Regions from separate parts of the Mus musculus genome. Here region 2 is linked to region 1. A link is a contact called in public promoter capture Hi-C data. All regions are on one chromosome and are shown on one strand. The core of a region is the stretch at or near the end of the contact, and the rest is flanking DNA. Distances in the headings are between cores, read along the strand shown.

The links. Promoter capture Hi-C pulls out the DNA fragments that hold promoters and counts their contacts.
Region 2: a contact with region 1 is called in a promoter capture Hi-C map of liver, with 8 times the contacts expected there. The contact joins the promoter of Far2 here to the promoter of Pthlh in region 1. A contact is called at or near these places in 18 of 39 promoter capture datasets (the 3T3-L1 cell line, 3T3-L1-derived adipocytes, HPC-7-derived erythroid cells and 10 more) and 1 of 9 other capture datasets (embryonic stem cells).

Annotation. Positions count from the first base shown.
Region 1 is chr6:147,259,920-147,266,679 of GRCm38.p6, reverse strand. It overlaps Pthlh (parathyroid hormone-like peptide), which reads left to right and starts at 2,667. Exons shown (of 4, transcript NM_008970.4): 1 at 2,667-3,095; 2 at 3,285-3,410. The coding sequence starts at 3,310.
Region 2 is chr6:148,042,990-148,049,749 of GRCm38.p6, reverse strand. It overlaps Far2 (fatty acyl CoA reductase 2), which reads right to left and starts at 2,334. Exons shown (of 12, transcript NM_001347516.1): 1 at 2,238-2,334.

The sequences.
Region 1 (6,760 bases), core at 1,418-3,917:
CTTCTCCTCCTGCCTCAGTGGGCGAGTCATCGGAGCTGTGATCCCACAGAATCAAGCGTGGATGCTACTCGAAGGGGTAACTTTTGTCAACAGCCAAGTGACCAGAGGAGAGAAAGGATGTGTACATTTGTTTGGTTTTGTGGAATTTTGGAGACCTGACTTGGAGCTACTGGCAGACAGATGTGAGAATTGGTGGCTAGTCCAAAGCATTACTCAAACGCATAAATCAAATGTTTATTTCTTTGCTTATTGTTTGGCTCAAAAGGAAGACAGAGGAAGTACAGAATACAAAACTTTGAGTTTTCCACTAGCTTCTCTCCATAGAGGAAACACGCGGGTAATACCTATAAACTGGTGACCACCGTGAACTTATGGGTGCGAGGCCCCTCCTTGAAAGCTGGATTTTGAAAACCATCATTTACAGAGTAGGGAACCTAGACACTGCTCGTGAGCTCAGCATTCCCATGAGTGTGGACTGGCAGAGGCAGACCTTCAGAACCTCTTGCTTGTCAAGGTGCGCTTGTGTGACAGGGAGCCTAAGCAAACCTGTCACCTGATCAATCACGTGACCTGTTCATAAGCCTGGGGGTTGGGTCCCCACTTTGTTTCCTTGCTGCCTTGTGACCTTAGCAAGATCGTAATCTAGATTATGATGTCATAAAACACCCTTTGCAGCCAAGGCAAAGAATCGGAGGCTGACACTAAAGATAATTTCTACATCAAGAAAGGAACTCGGTCTGCCTGGAGCAGGACCTGCTTCCTCACAACGGAAAAGACCACTTACACAAAGCTTTTCATTCATTAAAGACTTGATTTTACAAAACAAATATTTCTGAATGAGACTGACAGGATGTCCCTTCCTTGGTCAGAATGTGGAGGAGCTTGTGACTCAAGGAAAAAGTGAAGTAACACAGCATGAGAAAGTGTTTAATTCTGAGGAGATAAAGCTACTTATTCCTCATTGTCCATAGTTTCTCTATAGTTTCTCTTTGTGTTTCCAGGAGAGGAAATTCTTTTAAAATGGATGATGTTTTTCCATTAGCCTCAGAAAAGATGGTGGGTGATGGGGTAGAGAAAGGAAAAGGGGGAAAGGAGGGTCAATTTTGTCTAATTAGGAAAAAAACAACATCAATCAAAGTAGTGTATAGATTCCAGCCTTAAACGCACAGTGTGTCTAGTTTTTGTTTCAGCCTTTTATTGGGGGAGTATTTTTAAGTCAAAGTAATTTGAGACTTGGCAAAGTACCTTTGGATTTTTTTTTCTTGGTGGTGAAGCAAATATCATGTTTAACGTTAAGCAAGTCTCAGGAAACGCAGCAGAATGGTTGCTTTGTGAGTCCCTTCTTTTCCTCTCATGGGGCTCCCCACTCCAGATCAATTAGGGCTCCAGCATCTTTGGGGAAGGGTTATCACAGAGTGTCACAGGTTCAAACTTTCTCTTTTCGTGCCATGTAAACATGTCTAACAGTTACAAATTCTTAACCACTTAAAGGACGTTATGGAAATTCCCGGGTTTCTTTTTAAGGTGGGAAGAAGCCAACTTTTTTTTTTTTTTTACAAGTATGAAGTTTAAAGGAATCAAGGGAAAGAGACAAGGGCTTCTGATGAGAGGGAACCCCGCCCAAGACAGCTGAAAGCTTTAACTGCTGGCGAGCAGCAAGGCTTAGGGGAGGGGAGGGGTGAGAAGTCCTAGGAGTACCCACCCCAGAAGTCTGTAGAGCATCACAGCCCAGGTCTGACAAAGGTCTTTGAGTGACACTAGCCTCCTAGAGAGTCAGATGAAATTTTCCAGCAGTATTGTCTAGAAGGCAAACTTCTTTGAGTGGTTCCCATGTTCATTTCAGCGTGATCTAGGACCTGGGGGGAAACTAGTATTCACACACACACACACACACACACACACACACACACACACACACACACCTCTAGACCCACAATCAGTAACTCACAACTTTCTCCCCCACCCCCCACCCCCACTCCCTGCCCAGCAGCACTGAGAAGCTGAAGCAAATGGGCACTCAGTGAATCTTTATCAGGACATAGAGTAGGTTATCAGAAGAAGGTGAGAAAGAAGGACTCTGCGCATTCCAGGTCGTCTGTGATCACAAAGTGGGTCTTCTTCCTTGCTCACACACCCGTTCTAGGACCTGCTCCAGACGTGATGTCCCCAACCCTTCCCAAACAGTAAGACCCAAAATCGCCTTTGCTCTTCTGGGTGCTAGGTTTAGTCCCCTCCCCAGGAGAAGGCCACACCAGGCAGGAATGCAGTGCAATGCGAGCTTGCAAGCGAGCTTGGGACTCTTGGGATTCTCAGGCCACCCGGGGTTCCTCCTTGCTGTTTGTAGGGACCTGGACTCCTGGACCTGCCACTCAGGCGACAGCAGGCCGGTTCAGGAGGAGGAGAGCGTCAGATCGGCCCACGCGGGCCAGGACTGGGGTGGGGCTCCGTGGCTCCGGGCTCCCCTGTGCTCCCCGCCCCCGCCGGCCCGCTCACCCCTGCCTGCTCCGCCGGCGCGCGTTCCTCGGGCGCCACCTCTTTGCGACTCGCTCACTTCTCAGCAGGTTGGCCCCGGAGCGTGTGAACCTTCCAGGGCTGGGCTCACAGCTACTCTCCAACCTGCGCCGCCCCAGCTGGGCCGCTCCGCCCCGCTGCCGGAACCCGCCCTCGCGGCCACCTGGCCCTCGCATCCACGACACGCGCGCCTGCAACTTGTTCAAGGGCGTTGTGGAATCAACTTTCCGGAAGCAACCAGCCCACCGAAGGAGGTAGACCGACAGCTATGTATATATACGCGCTCTGCCGCAAGTGGCTGTGCACCCAGAGGCCCGGTGCGCAGGACAGCTGACTCCTGAGGAACACCCGCGTTTGAAGAGGGGTTTGACCTGCCCCACGACCCAGAGTGCTGCCGCCAAGACTAATTAGACATTGCTATGGGAGCCACAGCAACGCGCCACGCATCCCCGACGCCTATGTAAAACGCCCGGTTTTCGCTCTTCTTTCAGAGGAAGCTCTCTGATTGCTTTTTCCCCTCTCGGGTCCCTTTTTGCCTGTGCGGTTTGAGAGAGGCGCAGTTAGAGGCGCTGATTCCTACACAAGTAAGTGCTCAGGGGCTCGGAGACACTTTTTTGCTTTCTTTTTCTTGTTTTCTTTTTTCCTCCTAACTTGTGAGATGCCCTCGACTTTGGAGTGGCTGTTGGGAAGCCACGGGGTTCCAAAAGAGGGAGCGGGGCAGTGCGAGGAAGAGATGGAGAGCCGGGACTGACCCTCGGGTTCCACTCTTGCAGGTCCCCAGAGCCAGCGAGCGGCACGATGCTGCGGAGGCTGGTTCAGCAGTGGAGTGTCCTGGTATTCCTGCTCAGCTACTCCGTGCCCTCCCGCGGGCGTTCGGTGGAGGGGCTTGGCCGCAGGCTGTAAGTACCGGTCTTCCTCCTGGGGTGAGGGGTGGGGAAGACCAGCGCCAGCTGAGGCGGGCGATGCTGAGGAAGCCTAGGGGTCCCTGATGGTCCCAACCTGAGTTGGACACAGTCACGGGGTACCTGCTAGCAAGGGGCTGAGCCCAGGAAAGCCATCTAGAGAGCTGGTGAGACCCCAAAATGGACAGGCACGAAACAAGTTTGATGTGCCTTTCCATAAGAGGGAGTCTTTTTCAGAACCTGGGCCGGCAAGATATCTGTCTGCAGGGAACCACCAAAGTTACTTTATCCACCGAGAGGTTCTGAAACTCAGCAGGAAACTGGGGGATTCAGGAACTGTCTGTGTGCCTCTGTGTGTGTCTGTGTGTGTCTGTGTGTGTCTGTGTGTGTGTCTGTGTGTGTGTCTGTGTGTCTGTGTCTGTGTGTGTGTGTGCGCGCACACAAGCGAGTGGATATGTCTAAATGTGGGTGGCAGTCTGTGTGTGAAAAGCAAAAACGTTGTGTCTAGTTTTATTATGAATGACATAATTTTAAGCATATAAAACAGGACTGTGTTACATAACAAAGCATATTATATAATTTAGTAGTAACAACTTTTTAATGGCAAACGTCCAACTTTAGTATCGATACCATTCAGGAAGGCGGGTGTGCTTGTCTCCAAAATGGACTTTAGGCGTGGAAACTTTCTTTTTCCTGGAATTATTGCTAACGGTTCTTTAATCCGGAGTCGAAATATTTGCATTGTGGTCTGAAAGCTTGTAGTTCGGCATTCTCAGCTGGTGGTTGAGTTTTTGATTTCTTAAAGAGTGATTTTGACTTTGAGATAAGAATACATCTAAGAACACCAGCAAAATATCGCCGCAGTGTTTGGGAAGTAGTAGGCATGCTTGAATCTGTCTGTCTCATCGATGTCGATGTAATACCGTCTAGGGCTGCTCTCTTAGCACAGACTCTGTTCAAGATGGGAAAACCATAAAGTTTAAGAAATGAGTCGTTTGGCTCTGGAGAAGGCATTAGGAGGACTTGCTCACCTCACAAGAGAAGCAGCAATATCTACCTAATATTTACAGTCAGGTTCCTGGTGCTTCTTGTAAACTCCCGAGGGTATACAAAAAGGCGACTGTTCAGCGCCTGCTTCTGGTCTATTCTTATTAGTTCGGCAGAAAATCTTTAAATGAAATTACTTTAGACATGTCTGGATCTTGGCACGAAAATGAAACTCTATTATGAATCTCCTAAGGCAAGTTGTGTAGAGCATTGTACTGGAGATAAGGCAGCATTGTCCCAAGAGTGAGTGCACTGCTGGCTTACTTCTCGAAATTGTCTTGAGACTTTTCCCTCATTTTTGAGACTTGTGTGAAATTCAATTACCTAACATCCAAATATAAATACAGATGAGCTGAAATTTTTTTTTAAAAAAAGCACACTTACATACTGTATTTATTTGGATAAGAATTTCTGTCTTGGAACAGAGCCAACTTTTTCTTTAAAGTTGCTTAATACCTATTTTCTCTTTTGAGAGAGAGTAAATGAGCCATGCTTGAGTCTACAATGACGGAATAAAAATAGCACTAAGCTGTCCTTACAGCTGTTTTTAACTCTTTCTTTGTTGCATATTATAGAACTACTCCTCAGAAACCATTCGGCAGCTAGGGACTCTGCTCTCGTTCTGTTTGTAGGTGAAATATAATAGTGTAGTTAAACGCTCACACTTGGCCATGGTTAATAAAACTGTGAGATACTCACTACCACACCTAATGCTTAATAGCACATCACATCACAATGGAGGTTTTTTTTTTTTTTGAGGGAGTTAAAATCATCATAGCCAAATGGAGGGTTTTTAAAAACTCTTTATTTTTGCACACATGCTGGACAAAACATTTATGGACTACTTCCCAAGATCAGGCTAGCTCCATGAAAGAAATTCTAACTTACCGTCAAATTGTAATATCCAATTTTAGGAACACTGCTTAAGATATATTGATTTTGTTTTTTTAAGCTAAAGATTGGTACCTCTTTAGAGACAGGAGACTATTGTCGGTGTGCTTCCTACACCATTGGAAGGTAAATAGTAATGACTAGCTCATGATCAAATTGCCTACTAGAAAGTTGGTGTGGATGGCTGCTGTGTAGACAAATACAGTGGTTAGAGGTTCTCCATGTTTGCCATAGCAAGGGAACCCCGAGTGATGGAGAAGCCTGAGGCATCGTTGGCTGTCTTGCTTAGGCCAGATTGGGTCTATTCCACATAATGAAGGAATAGCTTTCTACTGAGTCACGGGCACTGGAAGGCAGCTCTGTGAGTCATGCTAACTCTAACACCCTAACCCTGTCTCCTCTGTGGACCACAGAGCTTTTCTCAAACTCCTAGTGCATCCCCCAAGCCTCACATCAGCAGACACACACACTTGGGCAAAGAACTTTCCATGGCTGCTGTTCCCTTTTCCTTGACAGCCCCTAAGATACTTCATTTCCCTCCCTGGAAACTCCCTTGAGGGTGTTTTTCTTTCTAGCGGAACAGCTATGTTTTGACTGAAGTCCAGGTTATTGCTGTTAAACTTTTGACCATTTTTTCTTTTTGCTTTTTTACAATAATCAAAGAAGATGATTAAGCATTAATGCACTTATTTTTCCATGCTGGCACTTTGGTTTGTAATAAGACCCATGTGAACCACTGTGCTATGAAATGTGTTTACAGATAATGACTGTTGCCATATTTGCAGCTAAAATGTTTCAGTGTTGTTTATGTTGAAAAATCCCTTAATTTTTTATTTCTCACAACCAAAATCTATCTATCCTGCTTGTTCATGCCAAGTATCTCTGTCATCTCTTATATATAATACTTTGGGTAATTTCATGGAGCTTATTTCCCATTGATGATAAAGATATCACTGTGTTCTTCCACTCCTTCAATGCAATTTCCCAAACAGATATATGTTCTCCACAGTCAAGTCAGTTGTCCTAAAGATAGTAATTTGTCTTAAGAGTGCATAACATAGGAACCATGTACTCCAGTGGAGAGGTACCAAACACCGTGCTACTTGCATTTTATAAAACACGAGGATAAACTGTGGATGCGTTTTCTGTGAGAACCATCCTGAGAAAGTACAGCTTCTCAGGTGTGAAGGCGCCATGACTCACAGTGACAGGCTGGCCAACATGACAGACACCCATGCCAATGACAGAGGCAGGGGCAGTGGTGACTTAATTCAAATAGACCGACCAGCAAAGATTTGGCTCCAAGTTCAGATAGAATTGAGAATTAACTTGAAGACAAGAAGTACATCAGCCAGGAATTGGGAAAGAAATAAAAGTCCCTAGGGTGATTAATTATCAGCAGAAGTTTG
Region 2 (6,760 bases), core at 1,085-3,584, 780 kb before region 1:
TACTCCAGAAGTAGAAGCAAGAAGGTGACTATATATATATATCTTTTTCAAGATAATTTAAGCTACATAGCAAGTTCAAGATCAGCCTGGGCTACATGACACCCTGTCAAAAAATGAATGAATGGATTGAAACATGAATTCTTAAGGCTGATCAAATGTTGCTATTCTTTTTTTTTTAAAAACATTTCATTTTTATTTATCTAAATTTCTTTATGTTATATGTATGAGTACATTGCCTGCATGCATGCACATATACTGACAATAATGCCAGGTGCCCAGACAGACCAGAAGAGGGAATACTCTAAAACTGGAGTTATGGATGGTTGTAAGCCACCACATAAGTGCTAGGAATTGAAAACTCAGGTCCTGTGCCAGAGCAGTGTGGTGGTTTGAATAAGAACGGCTTCCACAGACTCATATTTGAAATGCTTAGGGAGTGGGATTGGGAGGTATGGCCACGGAGGAAGTGTGTCGCTGAGGGTGAGCTTTGGGTTTCAAGTGTTCAAGCCAGGTCCAGTGTCACTTTCCCTTCCTGTGGCCAGACTTAGAACTCTCAGCTCCTTCACCAGCACTGTGTCTACCTGCACACTGCCATGTTTTCTGCCATGACCATAATGGACTAAACCTCTGAGCCTGAAAGCCAGCCCCAATTAAATGTTTCCCTTTATAAGAGTCGCAGTGGTCATGTATCTCTTCATAGCAATAGTAACTCTAACTCAGACAAGCAGCAAAGACTTCTAACCCCTGAACCATCTCTGCAGTCCTCAAAATGTCTATGGTCTTGAGAAACCAAAGTGATACACACAGACTTCTCAGCCCCTCTGAAGCAGTCCCTCTTCAGAAGCTGGATCATATTTTGTTTCCTTGGGGGAGTTCACCATCACCAATCCTCCCCTGATGGTGTTGATGCTGACCAGCACACTGTGACCTGCTTCTCTCTGACAGACAATTGTAGCCTAATATTACCATTTGGAGTGATGGGGGCGGGGGGGAATCCCTTGAGATAGGAGTGGAAGATGCCCTTAGAATAAAGGAAATAAAGAGTAAGACACAGGTCTTTAGAAACACTATGAACGAAATCACTGTCCTTGAAGTTTGGTCAGGAGAAACCTCTTGGTTATCTCTAGACACTGCCAAAGTCCAAGATGTGAAGTTTGCTGAAATGAATACCTGTGCAGTTTATAAGACGCCTTAAAATTTATTTAATCTCTTTGCCCTATTTTATGACTTAGAATAACTATGACCCCAAGTCAACTCTCCAGATCACATAGATGGAGAAGCAGAGAGACAAACTGTGGGGCTACAGGCTGAGTCTTACACTTCCATTTGCAATGTCAAACTCTGGAGACGGCCACAAACAAGCAGAAGCACACAACCCTATTGAGTTTCCTGCTCACTTGGTTCCTTGCTCACAAACGATGGAGCATTCACTCGGCATGACTCAAAAGGTAGCCAGAGTCTTACAGATAAAGAGATAATAATCACGATAGCTCAACAGTAGGTAAATAATGTATGGAACAAAAAGTGTTCATTATCTTACCCCAAAAGGAGACAGGAAGGAGACTGGGGTCAGGAGCCTGACAGGGGCAAGGCATTCTTAGGATGGGCATAAATTATACTGACTGCAATCTCACCCCCAGAGGTGTGTGAACAGCCTTCCTTAAGCCACCTGTCCTAGCTGGAGGCCCTGACACCTACCCCTCTTGTTCTCTTCATGATGCCCAAGTCACTGGAGGAAGTCAGAAACTTCTGATCAGGGACAGACCTATTTGGTCACTGAAGCCTACTTCACCCTGGGGTTTATGACCCTGAAGAATCTCTAAGTAAGGGTCTGGATACTCACAGCCTGAGGTGAGCTAGTGGGTAAGGGAGGACATGAAAAGGGAGCATTGTACATGTGGCCTGGAAATATATGCTGTCTCTAGGAGTAGCTCCTGAACTAGGAAGGCTTGGGTGGGACCAGCCAGATACCCCTGTACCTTGGTCCCCAGTTACTACTGAGAGGTTCCCATGTTCACCTTGCTCAGCCCTTCCCAGTTTTCCAATGGCTGTGCATCTCACCTAGCAGACTCAGAGATACCTAGAGCCTACAGGACTCTGGAGGACTGTGAGTGGCCAGGGACGCGAGGCAGGGCCACCGCTTTTCTCCTAGTGCCTGCCTGCTTTACAGCCACAGTCCTCAGGTCCCCCTAGCCTAACCTTCTGGCCTCCCCGCCCCGCTCTCTTCCTTGTGGTACCTGCTGCTTCAGTGCGGTTGACTTGCCGGCTGGTGGTCACGGTCCTCCCGGAGATGAAGGAGGCACTCGAGCTTTTCTGAACCGCGCCTCTGCTCTCCCGGCTCCCAAACGTGACTCTCTATATATCCGGCTCAGAAACTGGGTGTGGGGCGGGAGGAGCGCACCCTCCCTCCGACCTTCCTGGTCGCTGCTGGGCGCCCAGCCGAGGCCTCTGCCAGGGCGGGAGGAGTGCCGGGGCCTCGGACGCACAGGCCCCGAGGATGGCATCGCCTGGGCTTCGGGTGTGTTCCCCCTTGGTGTGCATTGTTGGGTGAGGGGAAAGTTAGCTGGGATGGCGCCCTGTCTGGAAAAGCAAAGGAAGGAGGGAGGGGAAGAGAGAGAAAGAGTCTGATTTGATTCATTGCAGGAGCGATCACTTCCTATTGCACTGGCAAAATGCACTCCAGATCCCATTTATCCATCTCTTCCGCACCACACGCCAGGTGGATGGAAGCTGCAGAGGAGCTCGGCAGGGATGCGCCAGCTCAAGGGCTTTTAAACAGTCAAGGGGTGGCAGGTGTGTGTTTTGGGGGGATGGGAGGGGGCAGGCAACAGGGAGGTTTGAGGTGTGGAGAGCAGAAACCTGATTCTTGCTATCTGATGCGCAGAGACCATGGATGCTAGGGGAGAAACAGGCAGAGGAAATCTCTGGGACTTCCCCAGGAAACGCTTTCTTTCATCTCTTGGTAGCTTTAACAATTTTATTTTATTTATATTTAGTTATTGGTAAATTTTAGACAGAAACCCTCCAGCTGCCAGGAAGTCATAGAATGATGGACCGCGGGAGAGCAAATTTCCCCCCAACCAGAGAGGAAACCTGGCCAACGCCCACCTCAGTTCTCTGCACAATGTGGAAGATAGTCTTCCAAATTTATAGTCAGTTAAGGAAAGTGGGAAGGAATATGGCCCCAAAATTATTCTGAATCTCATTATGACAGGTGATATGCACACAAAAACACCAACTTTGAATCGTGAAAAGTTGAAATTAATGAAACAAGGAACTCCATCCATTAAAAAATCTCACACTTCTCTTGAATTTGCTGATTCTGGACTCTGTTTAATTAAGTATGTTAAGGGAAGTGTAAACCAGAGATAGTCTTACATAGGTGGCTATGTAAAAGCAAGAGAAGAGAACAGGACTTGACAAACATGCAGTTACACACACACACACTCCACTGGAGAAAATATCTGAATGTGTCCTCAGACCCAAATTCTGTGAGTATACTTGAAATGATCCAGGAAAATGATGGTAACAAGATATAGAAATCTTTCACTTGCAACCCCAGCTCTTCAGTATGCTAGGCCAAGAGGGTGGCAAGTTCAAGGCCTCCCTGGGGGCTACCTGGAAAGTTCAAGAGCAGCTTGGTTAAAAATATGAAGATCCCAACTCAAAAATTAAAAATAGGGCTGAGAATGTAGTTCTGGGGTGGACGATACTCTTGCCTACCACAATGAGGCCCCAGATTCAACCCTGAATGTTGCAAAATAAAACATGCAAAAACCCCTAGTCACATAGGTAACACAAGGGTTATAACTTTTGGGAAAGTAATTTAGCAACACACTTCCTTTTTATTTTTTGAGACCCTTTGATAAAAGATTTCTATTATTAGGGCATATCCAAAAGAATGCACAAAACAAGAATTGTGTGGAGAGTTAATTGCTCACTATGGTTATTTGTAAAGTGAGAAATTAAAAGGCTCACTTTCTGAGGAGTAACCATAGGTGAATGCAGCATTATTAAAAAATAAAAGAAAAGTAACTTAAATATTATCATTGAATGGTATTCATATGTATGGTGGGTTCTGCCTGCAAGAACCACTATTGCGAAGCATGTAGGCTGAGTGGCTTACACCAGAGACAGCATCCTTTTGGCACTTTGCAGGCTGCAAGGCTAAGGTCAGGTGTCTGCTGGGCTGATTCCACATTGGGTGTGAAGGAGAGTTTATTCTGTGCTGCTTGTTGAGTACTTCTAGTGGTCTTCTGGCAATCTCTGATAGTGTGGGGAGCAGAAATATAAAGCCATGTGTTCATGTGTTTCAGGGTTCTCTGGAACAGAGCTGACAGAGAGAGAGAGAGAGAGAGAGAGAGAGAGAGAGAGAGAGAGAGAGAGAGAGGACACTCATATAGAGACAGACACAGACACAATCTATTAGAGTGGCTTATAGGCTATGGTCAGGCTAGTCTAATAATGACTGTCTCCTTATAATGGCCATCTCCTGATGCAAAGGCCAAGAGTCTGGTTCAGTCCACGAGGCTGGATGTCTGTCTCAGCAGTCTTAATCTGGTGCTGGAATCTCAAGGATTCCTGGGGAGCTGCTTGTTTTAAGTCTATGTTGTAATCTGAAGAAGTAGGTTCTAACACCAGCGAAGGAATGCCTCAGCATCAGGATAGATGAGCTTGTTAGCAAGAGTAAGGTCAGGCAGACAAAAGCAGAAAAGCTTTCTTCTTCCATGTCTTTTTATGTGAGCTGACACTAGAAGGTTTGAGGTGGGTCTTCCCGACTCAAATGACCCAATCAATCCCTCACAAGTGTGCCCAACTACTTGAATTTTAGATTATTCCAGAAGCAGTCTAGTTGACACCAGGACTAGCCACCATGGCCAGCCTATATCTTCATATGTCTCTTTCTGTGTTTTGGACGTGCTGGGGGTAATGCTTCCACACCTGATAAGGATGTAAACACATTTCAACTGGTGGGCTGGATGGAGGCCTAGAAAAAGCATATGGCCTTGTAAGGCAAGGAGCTTGTGTGTTTGACTGACTTGAGATGGGGCCTCTGCCCAGGTGCCTAGAGATTCTGCAGTGGAACCATCCTGAGCTACATAGCAAGGCTCCAAGACAAATGGCCAATCAGCAGTGTATAACAGAACGGCTAGGGGAGGTTAGACACAGGTACCAAAGAGACCAAGAAATGCAAATGGCGGCCAGAAGCTGAAGAGCCAAAAACCAACAAACAAAAAACCTTCCTACAGCTTTTCAAGGTAGTGTGGCTCTATAAACTCTAGGAATGTGAGAGAGTAAATTCTGTTGCTTAAGCCATTCACATTTCTATCAGTCCCAGGAAATTCCTAGGGTACACTTTCATGATAAACTTGTTTTTTATTACTACTTTTAATTTTTTACAATTTAGTTGTTGCCCTCCTCCCAGTCTGCTCTCCCACAGTTCCTCATCTCATTCATCCTCCCCCTGTCTTCAAGAGGCTGTCTCCCACCCCTTCCCCTGGTCAACCCCCTCCCCCACTCCCTGGGGCCTAAAGTCTCTTGAGGGTTAGGCACATCTCTTACTGAAGCCAGACCAGGCAGTTCTCTGCTGTACATTTGTTGGAGGGCTCAGACCAGCTACTGTGTGCTGCCTGGTTGGTGTGGCTCAGTGTCTGAGAGATCTCAGGGGTCCAGGTTAGTGTTGAGACTGCTGGTCTTCCTATGGGGTCACTCTCCTCCTTAACTTCTTCCAGCCTTTCTCTAATTCAACCACAGGAATCCGGGACTTCAGTCCAATGGTTAGGTGTAAGTATCTGAGTTTGTCTCAGTCAGCTGCTTGTTGGGCTTCTTGGAGGACAGCCCTGCTAAACTCCTATCTATAAGCACACCGTAGTATCAGTAATAGTGTCAGGCCTTGAAGCCTCCCCTTGAGATGGATCTTAGTTGGGCCCGTCAATGGATCTCCTTTCTCTTATCTCTTCTCCATTTTTGTCCCTGCAGTTCTTTTAGACAGGAACAATTCTCAGTCAGAGAATTTGACTGTGGGACAGCAACCTCATTCCTCCACTTGATGCCCTGTCTCTCTTCTGGAGGTGGACTCTACAAGTTCTTCTCCTCACTGTTGGGCTGAACAGTTCTCTAATTTTTATCTTTTTTTTTTTTCTGATTAATTTTGTTTTTTGACAGTTTCTGAGGATTTTTTCCCCACTCCTTCCCATTTCTCTTCCACTGCTTCCCACTCTCCCCCTTCTAATCCCCAACTGTCCCTCTCCCCAGATTCACACTTGTAAGTTTGTTTTGTGACCCTTTAGTTTAGCCAAAGCCATCAGAGTGAATACTTATAGCCTGTTGGGGTAACAAGTAGGTTCCTAGCTGGAAGCAATGATCCTTTTTCCCTCTGCCTCTCTGTGAGTCCATCACTAGCCAATGGCACAGCAAGGAAAGATTCCCCCTGCAAATCCTCCTCTACCTACACCTGATTATTGGCAGGCCTTTTCTTGAGAAGACTCAGTGCAGGCACTGTGTGAGAATTCTTAGCTGCTGCGAGAATTAAGATTCTTAATCTAATTTTGAAGGGCTGAGCAGAGAATTATACTAAGAATGTTGTACTTGCAAACCATCTTCTCCAATAGCTTAAGCCAGGGACAGGATGCTGGCCTCTGCAGTGTGGCTCTGGGTCCCCACGTGGATGCAGTTTCTCCCAACACAAATTCATCTTCACTGAGGCTTGATAAGACAATGGTACAAGGTCAAATCTTGCACCCCCTGTTGCTCCTGGCCA